Linked DNA regions of Mus musculus: regions 1, 2 and 4 are each linked to region 3. Evidence: chromatin contacts called from public HiChIP or PLAC-seq and promoter capture Hi-C data. All regions are on one chromosome and are shown on one strand. The core of a region is the stretch at or near the end of the contact, and the rest is flanking DNA. Distances in the headings are between cores, read along the strand shown.

Evidence for each region. Promoter capture Hi-C pulls out the DNA fragments that hold promoters and counts their contacts. HiChIP or PLAC-seq counts read pairs in DNA pulled down with a chosen protein or histone mark.
Region 1: a contact with region 3 is called in an H3K27ac HiChIP or PLAC-seq map of bone marrow-derived dendritic cells, with 4 times the contacts expected there. The contact joins the promoter of Mmp12 here to the promoter of Tmem123 in region 3. A contact is called at or near these places in 2 of 39 promoter capture datasets (the C10 cell line and pre-B cells), 2 of 115 datasets of contacts at active chromatin or transcription factors (bone marrow-derived dendritic cells and bone marrow-derived macrophages) and 1 of 9 other capture datasets (macrophages).
Region 2: a promoter capture Hi-C map of pre-B cells shows a contact between it and region 3. The contact joins the promoter of Mmp13 here to the promoter of Tmem123 in region 3. A contact is called at or near these places in 2 of 39 promoter capture datasets (the C10 cell line and pre-B cells) and 1 of 115 datasets of contacts at active chromatin or transcription factors (large pre-B cells).
Region 4: a contact with region 3 is called in an H3K4me3 HiChIP or PLAC-seq map of bone marrow-derived macrophages, with 4 times the contacts expected there. The contact joins the enhancer-like site here to the promoter of Tmem123 in region 3. A contact is called at or near these places in 1 of 39 promoter capture datasets (the C10 cell line) and 1 of 115 datasets of contacts at active chromatin or transcription factors (bone marrow-derived macrophages).

Annotation. Positions count from the first base shown.
Region 1 is chr9:7,345,881-7,349,028 of GRCm38.p6, forward strand. Mmp12 (matrix metallopeptidase 12) reads left to right here and starts at 1,494. Exons shown (of 10, transcript NM_008605.3): 1 at 1,494-1,658; 2 at 2,705-2,952. The coding sequence starts at 1,545.
Region 2 is chr9:7,271,112-7,274,135 of GRCm38.p6, forward strand. Mmp13 (matrix metallopeptidase 13) reads left to right here and starts at 1,403. Exons shown (of 10, transcript NM_008607.2): 1 at 1,403-1,566; 2 at 1,654-1,895; 3 at 2,782-2,930. The coding sequence starts at 1,444. Gm31639 (a long non-coding RNA gene) reads left to right here. Exons shown (of 5, transcript XR_379095.2): 5 at 1-397.
Region 3 is chr9:7,762,813-7,765,834 of GRCm38.p6, forward strand. It overlaps Tmem123 (transmembrane protein 123), which reads left to right and starts at 1,265. Exons shown (of 5, transcript NM_133739.2): 1 at 1,265-1,500. The coding sequence starts at 1,410.
Region 4 is chr9:7,329,281-7,332,443 of GRCm38.p6, forward strand. No RefSeq gene overlaps it. Among named protein-coding and RNA genes, the nearest start is that of Mmp12, 17 kb to the right of the region's middle. Within about 2 kb of position 1,326, at least 5 of the 459 cell types and tissues checked have an H3K27ac peak or open chromatin away from gene starts, as enhancers often do. A contact at or near this core is called in bone marrow-derived macrophages, where this site is marked.

The DNA of each region.
Region 1 (3,148 bases), core at 244-2,743, 420 kb before region 3:
GTTCCTCTTAACATTTTTGGGCTAAACTCAGTGTTTGAAAGGACTTCTTTACAATGCTTACCACATGATCATTCCCTTTTTGAACCCTTGAACTTCTCCTACTTACAAATTTAGTGCTTAACAGTCCCTATTAAGGACAAAGGGAAGGAACTTCATAATAGTGAGCAGCTTTCCTGTCACCAGCACGCATAAGTCACTGTCTCATTTAACTGTCACAAGAGCATAAGGAAGTTAAATAGTTAAATAGTTCTCATCTCAAGTGGAACCTAGAGTCAAGCCACTCACGTAAAAAGAGGCAAGATTTGGTAAGTATCAGGGATAGTACAGGGGCAGGGGGATTCCTCTTCCTATCTTAGAAGAAAAGGAAAACAAATGATCACAAGGCACAGGACACCTATAAACTCTACTGGATCTGTTGTTTTGCATGATCACCTAAAGCTAAGTGTGTGTGTGTTTGTTTGTTTGTGTTTGTTTCTTGTGCACGTCTCTGTGTACATGCATTGCATAGTAGGCCTGTAGAAACCAGATGACAACTTCCAGTCATCTGTTCTCACCATGTCGCATCCAGGAGATCAAACTCAGCTCGTCAGCTTCGGGAGCAAGTGCCTTTGCTTGCTGAATCATTTCATGGCCCCTAAAAGATGAATTAAAATTAACACTAGGAAGTAGACAGCATGTCTGAATTCAGGGAAATTGGAAGTCTAAATTATAACCCATTCACATACCTATGCACTAGGCTCTTCATGTAGACTCTGCATGTGGTGGGATTAAGTGAGTGTTGAACAGAGCCTCTGCCCACACAGCAGCCTCATTCCAAAATTGTACTTTGGGAGTTTTAATCCTTGATTTCTGAATGTTTCTATTCTTTAAACACTTCATGGGGGAAAGAAATGGAGAGGCGGCAGAAAGAAAGGAAGTCTTTCACAACATAGCTGCAAGTGCTGAACTCCAATAGCATGAAAGATGAGGAACGAAGTTCCAGAATCTCCCCAGACAACCTGTCAGGATTGGATTTCAGCTTCCATGAGTAAAAGTCTCAATCCATATAAGAACCCAAGCCTGCACATAGAGCAAACATCAAAGCATGCTCATTGTACAAATTTTCTCTGATATTTAAACAAATAAAGGATTGATGTATTCTAGCAAAAATATTTTCTTCACACATTTTTTAAAATTTTACTTTAAAGCACTTTACCTATATTATAAATTATAAAGAGAGTTGTCGATACCAAGCTTTCCAAAACTCTGCTAATGGAGTTCTGTTTGTATTTTTGGCTACTGTGTTATCGATGTTTTGTCTTACCTTCAGGTAGAAGTAGGTGGAAGTTAAGATTTACCGGTCATTTGTAAGAAACAGAGAGGTACAGAGATGAGTGATGAATTAGACAATGGTTTGACCTGCTGTTACTTCACATGATTCTGAAGTAAATCAAGGGATGACATCAACAGTGAGTCAGATAGAGGATTTCATGGTCACAGATCCTGGTACTAGGGTTATATAAAGTGGGGCTTTAAGGGAACTTGCAGTCGGAGGGAACAGGTTGATGAGCTGCACTCTGCTGAAAGGAGTCTGCACAATGAAATTTCTCATGATGATTGTGTTCTTACAGGTATCTGCCTGTGGGGCTGCTCCCATGAATGACAGTGAATTTGCTGAAGTAAGTATTGACAGCATTGCTCTGGTCCAGCCTGACTGTATCTTTAATAGTTGCTGAATTTGCAAATAGTATGTTGAAAAGTGTGATTCGATTTGAAAATCAGTACAGATTCTCTCTTGTTACCATGTTTTGTTTTCCAGAGAGGATTATAAAGATGAAAGAATGTCATTAAACTGGTGAATAATTGTACCATCTACAAAAAGCTTTGGCTAAATTACTTTAGCTCAATATAATTAGATTACATTTCTAATAGAGTGTTGTGTATTGGTCTCTCACTCCATTTGTCTTTTATTTGAGGTAGTAGTTTAATATCCAGTAATAATGCAAGATTTGGACTTTGCTTAGTCCATGTGACCACTTCAAGATTTTATGATAGTTACAGCATGTTCTCTCTGCGATTTATCTCATATATTTATTCATAAGTATTTTAAGTAAGATGTGAAATTTTACCTTTTTCTAATTAAAAAAACTTGAACATCTATTTTCTAAAATTATATATATATTCCTTTTTTACACAGAATCCTACTGTGTTGTCTAGTCTGGTTTTGAACTTGTGGGCTCAGATGACCCTTCTGTATCGCCCTCCTCAGCAGCTGGCTCTATTTTCTAACATTATTATTACTTTGAATTCATTCAAGTTTTCTACTGTGTCAAGATTTTCCCACTGCTGGGGACTAACCCTAGACCTGCTAGCATGCTAGATAATTGCTGTACCACTAAACTACCTTCCCCAATCAAGTACCCGTATATACTAGATGCTAAAATGGCTCCTTAAAAACCTAGAAGCAGGTCTGAAGAAGGAGAATAATAAATAGTTCTTCCTCTGGAATTTTGGTAATCTGACTAATCATTTATGTTTTAAATAGCGTAGGAAATTATTTTTTCCTCCTTATAATTGATTCCCTAGGTAATAATAATAATAATAATGTAGCCTGTGATTAAAATACCTGGTTCTAGAATATCAGTATACTACTGACCATGTTTGCAGGGTTCCCAGCAGAAACCTGGCTGCATACAACCGTGTGCAATGCTTGTGTTTTATCTAGTGGTACTTGTCAAGATTTTATGATTATGGAAAGGACAGAATTCCAATGACAAAAACAAAAACCAATAGAAACTTCCTAAAAGAAAAACTCCAGGAAATGCAGCAGTTCTTTGGGCTAGAAGCAACTGGGCAACTGGACAACTCAACTCTGGCAATAATGCACATCCCTCGATGTGGAGTGCCCGATGTACAGCATCTTAGAGCAGTGCCCCAGAGGTCAAGATGGATGAAGCGGTACCTCACTTACAGGTAATGTCAGTGTTTGCCCTGGGGAGCTTTTCTACTTACCTATGAGTGTAGCTTCTAGAAACCTAGACCATTTAGCTACAACGTAGTTCTAAATCCAAAAGTAGCCTCTGTAAATTGTTAATACAAATGCATTCGTTAACTTCAGACTGAGGATAAGAGTTCAGATCCCAAGAAGATATGTAAAATCCAGGCATAG
Region 2 (3,024 bases), core at 153-2,652, 490 kb before region 3:
GATTGACCTCAAAAGGGGGAGGCCTCTTGGAACTGGTTGTGGAACTCTTTGCCAGAGAAAAATGATTGAGCTGTAGTTCTCATGGCAATCTATCTGTTTTGCTTTCTCTTATTCCTTTTCTTATTTACATGTTCCTGGTAGCCTAGGCCAAGATCTTAATTGAGAATAATGGGTAAGAAACCACTCCTAGAGATGGGGCCACTAAGATGACCTTATCCCCAGGGAAACCAACGCTTTACTTTCCAAATCATTTACAAAACTATTATGATAAAAATTTTCCCAACAATAAAATTTCATATGACTACACATGTGTCATTGGAGGTAGATTTTGAGATATGGTAAAGAAAGCCTTAATTAGAAAGAATTAAAATAGTTCAAATTTATACATTGAAGATTACAAAAAGACAGGCACTAGATGTTAAATAATAATTGACCATGGGGCTAGAAAGTTAGTTCAGCCCATTAAAGATCTATTAACCTGCTCCTGGAAATATACCACTAGCCTTGGACGACAGCTCCCACTGAATACATTCTTTTAGAATTGTTATATTTTGATGATTTATAATGATGTTACCAGTTCTGTTTGTGATTCACTGAATACATAGTTTCAGAGTTGTAATGCTTGGATGATTTTTGTGCTTTACTGTGTCAGATGACTTTTGTTGGTATTTGTGATTGTTTCACTGGATACAGTTTCTAAGAAATGTAATGTTCAGTTTTTAATGTATAAAACCCCCTGCTTGAGAGCTGCAGAATACACTCAGATTCAAACTGCCTCTGTGTTTGTTTCTGTTTGTCACCACTGAATCCTTACCCACCTCGCTTCAAGGACCCTCATTCCAGGGACCCCCATACCCGACTGCGGTGGTCTGTGGCAGGACTCAATCATCTACAGTGTCTTAAAGACCTCAAGCTTGGTTCTTATACATTTCTGAGGCCTTCAAGGAAATACAGCAAGGATTCTCACTGTTGCTGCTCAAGACAGAATAGAGTTGAGAACTCATCAACCTATAACCATTTTGTGGACAGAACTTTGTCTTTCCTTACAGGAACAAACATTTTACTTTGCTATTATTATTACCTGAAAAACTCAGAGTAGCTGTTTTCCCTACAAAAGGAAGACAACATTTTTGTCCAGTGAAGTGAAAAATATACTAGCTGCTGCTTCTCCCCACTATATCCATGAAAATGCTGAGGCTGTTTATTTTGCCAGATGAGTTTTGATATTCCCCCACTGAAAGTAGAGATGCCTTCATTTTCCATTTCCCTCAGATTCTGCCACAAACCACACTTAGGAAGAAAAAAAAATACCATGTAAGCATGTTTACCTTCGCCTCACTAGGAAGTTAACACACACCCCAAAGTGGTGACTCATCACTATCATGCTATAAAATAGAAGATGCTTGCCCTGGGAAGGAGAGACTCCAGGCACTGCTGGGCACCATGCATTCAGCTATCCTGGCCACCTTCTTCTTGTTGAGCTGGACTCCCTGTTGGTCCCTGCCCCTTCCCTATGGTGATGATGATGATGATGACCTGTCTGAGGAAGACCTTGTGTTTGCAGAGGTACTGTATTCTGCCAAGGATGGCACTGTAGTGCATTTCTCAAATCCCTATTCTCTTAAAAGCTGGTTATTTTGGTCTCTTTTCTAGCACTACTTGAAATCATACTACCATCCTGCGACTCTTGCGGGAATCCTGAAGAAGTCTACAGTGACCTCCACAGTTGACAGGCTCCGAGAAATGCAATCTTTCTTTGGCTTAGAGGTGACTGGCAAACTTGATGATCCCACCTTAGACATCATGAGAAAACCAAGATGTGGAGTGCCTGATGTGGGTGAATACAATGTTTTCCCTAGAACACTCAAATGGTCCCAAACGAACTTAACTTACAGGTAAAGCAGAGGCTCTGTCCCTCACATATGTTACTTTTTTCTTCTACGTGTCTGACGTTAAGTAGGCCTGGAGTAGTTAATTGGAGGTTCGGTTCAGAATTAGCTTTAATACAAGGTTAAGAAGCACAGAAGTAACTTATATTTAATATCTGATTGCATTTTTCTGCAAAATTAAAAAGTTTATATTACACGTATTTCTAAATGAGTTCTGTAAGTCAACATAAAAAACTAATAAATTAGTAAGACCTATTATCTCAATGCTAGCCCCAACATTATTTTTGGTGAGTGTCTCAAGATATTTCTTGTAGAAATGAAACCACAAGTCAGGGAAGAAATTTAAAAAATTTTTGCTGTATTTATGATGATGTTCCTGAAGATGGAGGGTTCCACTCTTTCCTCAGACCCTACAGTGCCAGATTTTAGCTGCCAACAAATTTATATTTAATATGTTAAATTTAAGGTGCCAAGGTATTTATTTATTTGACAGTGATTAAATATTAGACAGAACTCTTGAATTTAATTCTTTTAAAGCACCTATTATATCTAATGGAAACTTTAAAGCAGCCATTTCAAGTTGAAAAGCAATATTCTAAGAAAGTATATTTGCTTTTTTTGTTCTATGTTGTTTGTTTGTTTAATGTATTTATTTAATGTACAAGTGTTCTGCTGCATATACAGCCACCTGCCTGAAGAGGATATCAGATCTCCCTATAGCCCTATGAATGATTGTGAGCCACCTTGTGATTGCTAGGAAATGAACTCGGGACCTCTGGGAGAGCAGCCAGTGCTCTTAGCCACTGAGCCATCTCACCAGTCCCTAAGAGAGTATGTTTTACAAACAGTTTTAACCTTTCAAAATTTAGCTGACATTTTCTATGTTGAATAGGATTGTGAACTATACTCCTGATATGTCCCATTCTGAAGTGGAGAAGGCCTTCAGAAAAGCCTTCAAGGTCTGGTCTGATGTGACACCACTGAATTTCACCAGAATCTATGATGGCACTGCTGACATCATGATATCTTTTGGGACTAAAGGTAAGGGTGTGGAGTTATTTAGACACATGCTCATACACTAATCCTTCCTTGCTTTCATTTTTTTTTATTCCTTTCACCAGTCATTTACCAATTT
Region 3 (3,022 bases), core at 15-2,514:
CCAGCAACTGACCTGGTGTCTGTTGAAGGCCCCTGGTCTCAGGCCACTTTCATGAGGCACTTATTTCACTGTTGAGATCCCTGTTCTTCTAGCTCAGTCGCTTCTCCAATACCCCGCCTCTTTAAATCACCACACTGAGCACTGGGTTCCAAAAACTGGAGTCAGGGCAAGCATTCATTCTGAATACAGAATGATCCTTCCTAGTCCATGCCTGGAAGCACTTGGCTAGATTCTTCAGAAATAGAACCATCAAATCCTAAACACACAGCTGTTTTTTAAAGCCCGTGGTAGATGCTGGTATTTTCAGGTTGGCTGGTTGCAGTTTCATATGTCTTGTAAATGTAGAGAAAACGGGCCTAATTAATCCATGATCATCACACATCTATAACAAAGAAGCTTTGTGGAAGTCGAAAAGTATTTTTCATAACAAAGTTTTAGGCTTATCTTTGAAATGCCCTGGATCAGGTGTTAGAGAGCTGCAATACCCTGTGGAAGCTGTGTCCATCTTCCACGTTAGTTGAGTGATGTGTACTAGACACATAATTTTAGAATTCTGAGTGGAATCAAAATGCAGCATTGGCCCTAGGGCTTACGAGGGATTTTGCCAAAAAACTAGACTACAACAGGCTGTTTTTGAGTCGGGACAGCGAACTCTAGAAGACAGGGATCTAGGTTATAGGTGCTAAGTTTCCAACTGGTCTGCAAACTGCACCGCCCACTCTACATGTTTTTCCAGTTGTAGAAAAAAGGAGGCACAAGTGGAGTACCAAGATCATGACGGTTACTTTGAAACTTTTTTGAGTCTGACTTTCCTTCACTCCTCTGAGAGGCTGCAATCATCCAGTCTGTGACTCCCTCTCTTACTCCGCGCCGCAACCATGCCAATCCCACCCGAAAACTTCTAAATAAAGCCTGTCTTCAGGAAGTCCTGGTAGACGACTACCCCTTGAAAGTCAGAGATAGAGCCACAGCTGTCGTAGCACTTAGTCCGGACCACGCCACTCCCAAAACCACGACCTCATCCGCCTCCGAGAGCCCCGCCTCTTATCCGCTCCTCAGTACTGTTCAGAGAGCCACGCCCCTCCCGTCTGAGGCCTGTCCCCCTTGCCCCGCCTCTGTAAGCCACGCCCTCTCCCGGCTCTCCTCTTTTCTCAGAGCCACTCCCTCTCTTGGCCCTGCAGCTCTTCCCCGCCCTGCCTCCTGTGGGCCACGCCCCTCCTGACTTTGCCGACCACGCCCTGGCCCCGCCCCAGGCCGCCTGGCCTATCCCTATTTGGTCACTGGGGGGACTGGCGGCGGCGTCTGCAGGGGAGCGGTAAGGGCGGAAGGGGACGCGGAGCGGTCGCGTGCGCGGAGAGCAGCTCTGGGCGCCGGGCGGTTGCTGCGGGCGCTCAGGGGCCCTGGGAACAATGGCGCTGTGCGCGCGGGCCGCGCTGCTGCTGGGCGTGCTGCAGGTGCTGGCGCTGCTAGGGGCGGCGCAGGACCCGACCGACGCTCAGGGTAAGTTGGCAGGCGCAGAGGAAGCGCACTGCGGCGGCCTGCCTCTCCATGTTCGGCGTCCGCGTGGAAAGTTCCACGCGTCCACGGTAGACTCCCACCCCAACCTCATTTCCCTCTTCGCCCGCGGGCCACCTGCGGAGCGAGACTCCGTCTCTCCCCTGCTTGGGGACGGCAAGCCGGCGTGGTGTGCAGAACTTGCTGAGTTTCCCTGGGATGGCCCTTCAGCCGAAGACTCAAGTTGGTCCTCTTCACTGTAGTTCTGTGGCTGGTAGCAAGACCTGTAGATTGAAATTTGTTCGCTAACTGCCGCAAAAACAGGTCTGATTGTCTACCCACACAGCTTCCTGCTGAAGGTACTCCCAGAATTCAAGTTGGATTCCAGGGCCAGTTCGGCTGAGTGGGAACCTTGGGTGTACGCGCCTTGTTCCCCTGCGCAGATGAGGCTTGTGCTCGGACTGTAGTCACTACTGCTGCATACGCAGCAGCCTTGAGGTCCCTGTGGTCCAGAGCCTACGACGTCATCATTAAGGTCATAACAAGATGATGTTGACAGCCTTCTGTGTTGGGGATTTTGTTTCTCTTCGAAACCTTGACGTTTTGAACACTTTGAGAAGAACTCTGAGTTTGTGAAAATTCTATTGTCCCTTGTCATCTACTAGAGTCCAGTCGCTAGGGAAATAGTAAACTAGGATAAGAAACTTTAAATGACCAAAGTCTTTGTGATTTTCAGCTCAGTCATCTGTTGTGTTTTTCAGTCTCATCTATGAAGGGATAACCAGTGAGTTTACTTAAGCAGATGATTTAGGCCCAACACCTGCTTTGGCTGGAATAATCTGGGTGAATTAAACAACCCTATTTCTGTTGTGCTGAATTTCACTGTGTTTTGTAGAGTCAGGATCTCTTGTATCCATGAAGCCCTAACTGGCTTTGAACTCCCTATGTGGCTGAAGATAACCTTGAACTTCTGATATGCCTAACTCTACTTCGGGGATTACAGGGCTTCTTCACTTCGATTGGTTATGTTTTATGTTTGCTCTTTTGACTTGTACCAGTGACAAACTGGAATTGCAGGACTACTTCTGAGATCAGTTAAGGAAAGAATGTTGAGACTCTGTCTTAGAGCAAATATTAGACTGCTTATGGGAGGAGGCCTTTATCCTACCCAGCTGCTTGCCTTGTGTGTACAGATTTTTTTCCTCTCACGAATTACTGATTGAAGTGGAGTGCCCTTTTCTATCTTTTGCCCTCAAAACATTTTTGTTGTTGTTGCTGTTGGACTTTCTCACTATGCTCTGATTGTGAGTGTCTCACTAGAGAGGTTAGTGCTATTTGGAAAACCTGAAATGCTCTGATGCCATGATTTCATGAACTAATAGAACCAATTCAGTTCTATAGAGATACCTTCAAACTGTGCTAAAAGAAGGTGTTGTTAAGGGAGTGTCAGGACCAGGCCTCTGGCTAATCTGAGGCACTTTTTAAGGCCAGCCAGGGCTACTTAAAGGAGACAATATCTAAAGATTTT
Region 4 (3,163 bases), core at 76-2,575, 430 kb before region 3:
GGCATCATGCACAGGGCTAGCACATGTTTGCATGCATATATTATAGCTTTCGGTTTAGTGTTTTTATAGGATGCCTGAGTGTGCCAACAAGTAGGTCTTTGATTTCTGCGTCTTGTCTTGGACTCTTTTCCTTCTGTTTTTTCCCAATTCTAATATATTGTTTTTTTGTTTTATCTTATTATACTTTAGGAGGGGTTGTGTGTATGTAGTAGGGGAGGGGATAAAGAATGGTCATTGGGCACCATAGTGCACTCTAGTAGTATGAATGAATTCTACTGTTCTAGAGCACAAGAGAGCAACTATGGCCAAGAGCATCAATTAATTGTACATTATAAATAGTAAAGAAAAGTTTAAATGTTTCCATCACAAGGAAATAATAGATGTTAAAGACAACGGATGTGCCAGTTATATTGATCTACTGTTTACATGAATTTAAATCTTATACTGTACCTAAATACATACAATCAGTGCCTATCAAATTTTTTTAATCTAAAGAAAAATCTAATACTGTTGAGAAGGATAAGATGGCACATGGAGGCTTAGTGTAAGGCATATGCATGGGACTTTATGTTCAATTACCAGAAAGCACACACACACACACACACACACACCAGTAAGAGAACCCAAGAAAAAGACTTAGGACCTTTAGTGTGGAAATTTTGACCACAGTTGATGGTCAAGCTAAGTGTTGATTGGATGAGAGATACTACAAGTCATGGGAAATGTATGCTATCCTTCAAAAGGCTGAGAGGGTCCATACATAGAGAATATCTGGTTACTTCTTTTATTCTCATACATTCAGAAGGTTGAAATGCAAAGAAAATGAACACATTTCAAATAATGATGTTTTCATATAAGGATGAAAATATTCTGGGCACTCTCTTTCCTTGACCATTCAGGTGTACAAAATACTCCACCACCCTGACCCTGCTGACCAGGCTGGGACTCAAATGGATCTCTACATTCTCATCTTCTTATGAGATGACTGTGTCCCCACTCCTTTTCCTCCCTGAGGACTGAACTGCTGGATTTTTCAAGTCAATGCTGAACATAAGCAGTATAGAGACAAGTTGCTTTAAAGAGATCTCTAGGAAATGAGGTCATTCCTGTTCCTAGAGTGCACGTTCCAAGGTGCCAAGAAGCTAGCAGAGACAAAACAGAACGGAAATGGTGGAGGAATGGTCTAAGTTTTTTTAGTATTAAGATGGTCATGCGCTGACCCTCATGACAAACTATTATAGTCATTCTCCTTTTGGGCTCCACCCAGGAGAACCGAGCTTAGGGTATGTGCTTGGAGAGGATTACCCACATTAGGAAGTAGCTGGTTCCACAGAAGTCAGTTATTTTTCTTCACAGCATGACTCACTTACCTAGACCTCAGTTGTGACTAGAGTTCCCTTGCCTTTGAGCTGTTTTTTAAGCAACAAGAAAGCAAATTTTCGTTTCTTTACCTTCTCTTTTTTCCCTTTATTGCCTTCCCTCCTTTCTTCTCACTGACATGTGTAAGTTGCCCTAACTCCTATGTAGCCCCCATTGACCATGCACTCATGCGCCCTCTGTCACAGCATCTTGAGTACCAGGGTTATTTCTCTTCATCCTCTGTAGAACTGTTGAGCAGGTTTCCAATTAATGTGTTTTCAAAAAAAGACTCAAAACAATGTCGTCTCAAGTTCATACCACTGAAGATGGGGACTTGATAGATGCTGAAGGCACATTGGCTATAGCTCTTGATTTTCTTTTGGAATTATTTCACAACTGCTTGATTGCTGCTTTATTATTTCCTCAAGTTATCTCTTCTTTTATCTCCTCTATTAATATAATATGTCTTTGAGATCAAGAAATGGATATTTTCATTCTTCTGCCCTCCATGAGTGTAGACCTCAGACGTTTACAACACGAACCCAAAGAAGACCCAAAACTACTTCTTCATGCCCACCCAGCCTTTTGACTGGGAACTAATTATCTTCTGTGCAGAAATAACCAGACACTAAATATTTAGTCCATGGCTAGTTTTTACTCTACCTTTATGGAGGGTGGAAGAATAAAAATATCCATCTCTTGATCTCCCAGTACTGAGAAGGCAGAAAGAGAAAAATGGCTTTAAGATCTAGGAAATCTTGGTCTGCATAGCAAGTTGTAAGCCAGCCTGGTCTACATATCAAGATTATGTGTCAAATAAATATGTGTGCTGTTTTCTAGCTAGAAACTAATAAGTATCTCAAATCACACTGGGAAAAAAAAACAGTATAGAATCTTAAAATCTTGTCTTGTAGGAGGCTTTGCTTATTTGTTTGTTTACTGATTTTAGCTTAGGCTGAGAGGACCTTGAATTCTTGTTCCTCCTTTGTCAGCCTCCCAAGTGCTGTTGTTAAAGAGATGTACCAACACACCACAGAGCATCGTGCATACTAGTCAAAAACTCTACCAACTGATCTACATCCCAGCTGCATAAAAGCTACCTATAATCACATCATTTTACTTAGAACATTATGAAAGGCCAAAATACTGCTTCATTTTTATTTGTACTAAAAACCTCCAAGTTAGTCATGAGTGCTAACGAACATACACAGGATGGCAATGTCAGCCAGCAGGGTAGGCATTGTTCAGGAGCAGACAGACAGCCTGTAAACATCCTTCTTGTTTAATAATTATGTCAGTCCCTTGCTCAAAAACCATCAAAAGCTTGGTTTGTGGACTATGATTCAGATTTCTCAATGAGGATTAGAAACTTCCCCCAGCCTGATCCCTTGCACAACTTCCCTCTCCAATCAAACCTTTCAATTGGCCAACTCCTACAACTCTACACTAATATTCAGTCATCCCTTTTCAGTAGTCCAAAGCAGTCAAACTCTGTCATTTCTGCAGTTAGTGTAAATAAGCATACTCATGCTTCTCTTGCAACTCTGTTGTAGTATTTAAATCTTATTTCAAATGCAGCCTTATATCAGAAGCCTTCTTGGGCACCCAGGTTTATACTAGAGGCATGGCCTCCTATTTATAGTATAATTTTCTATGTTCCATTTTTTTCACCAGTACTATAAATTTAGTGTATAACAGAGAAAATTAAAGCCTCATTCATGTGTGTGTGTATGATTACATATACACATATTAAACATACCAAGCAGGAGAAGACTAAAGAGACTTGTTTTCCTCCTTATGAGCC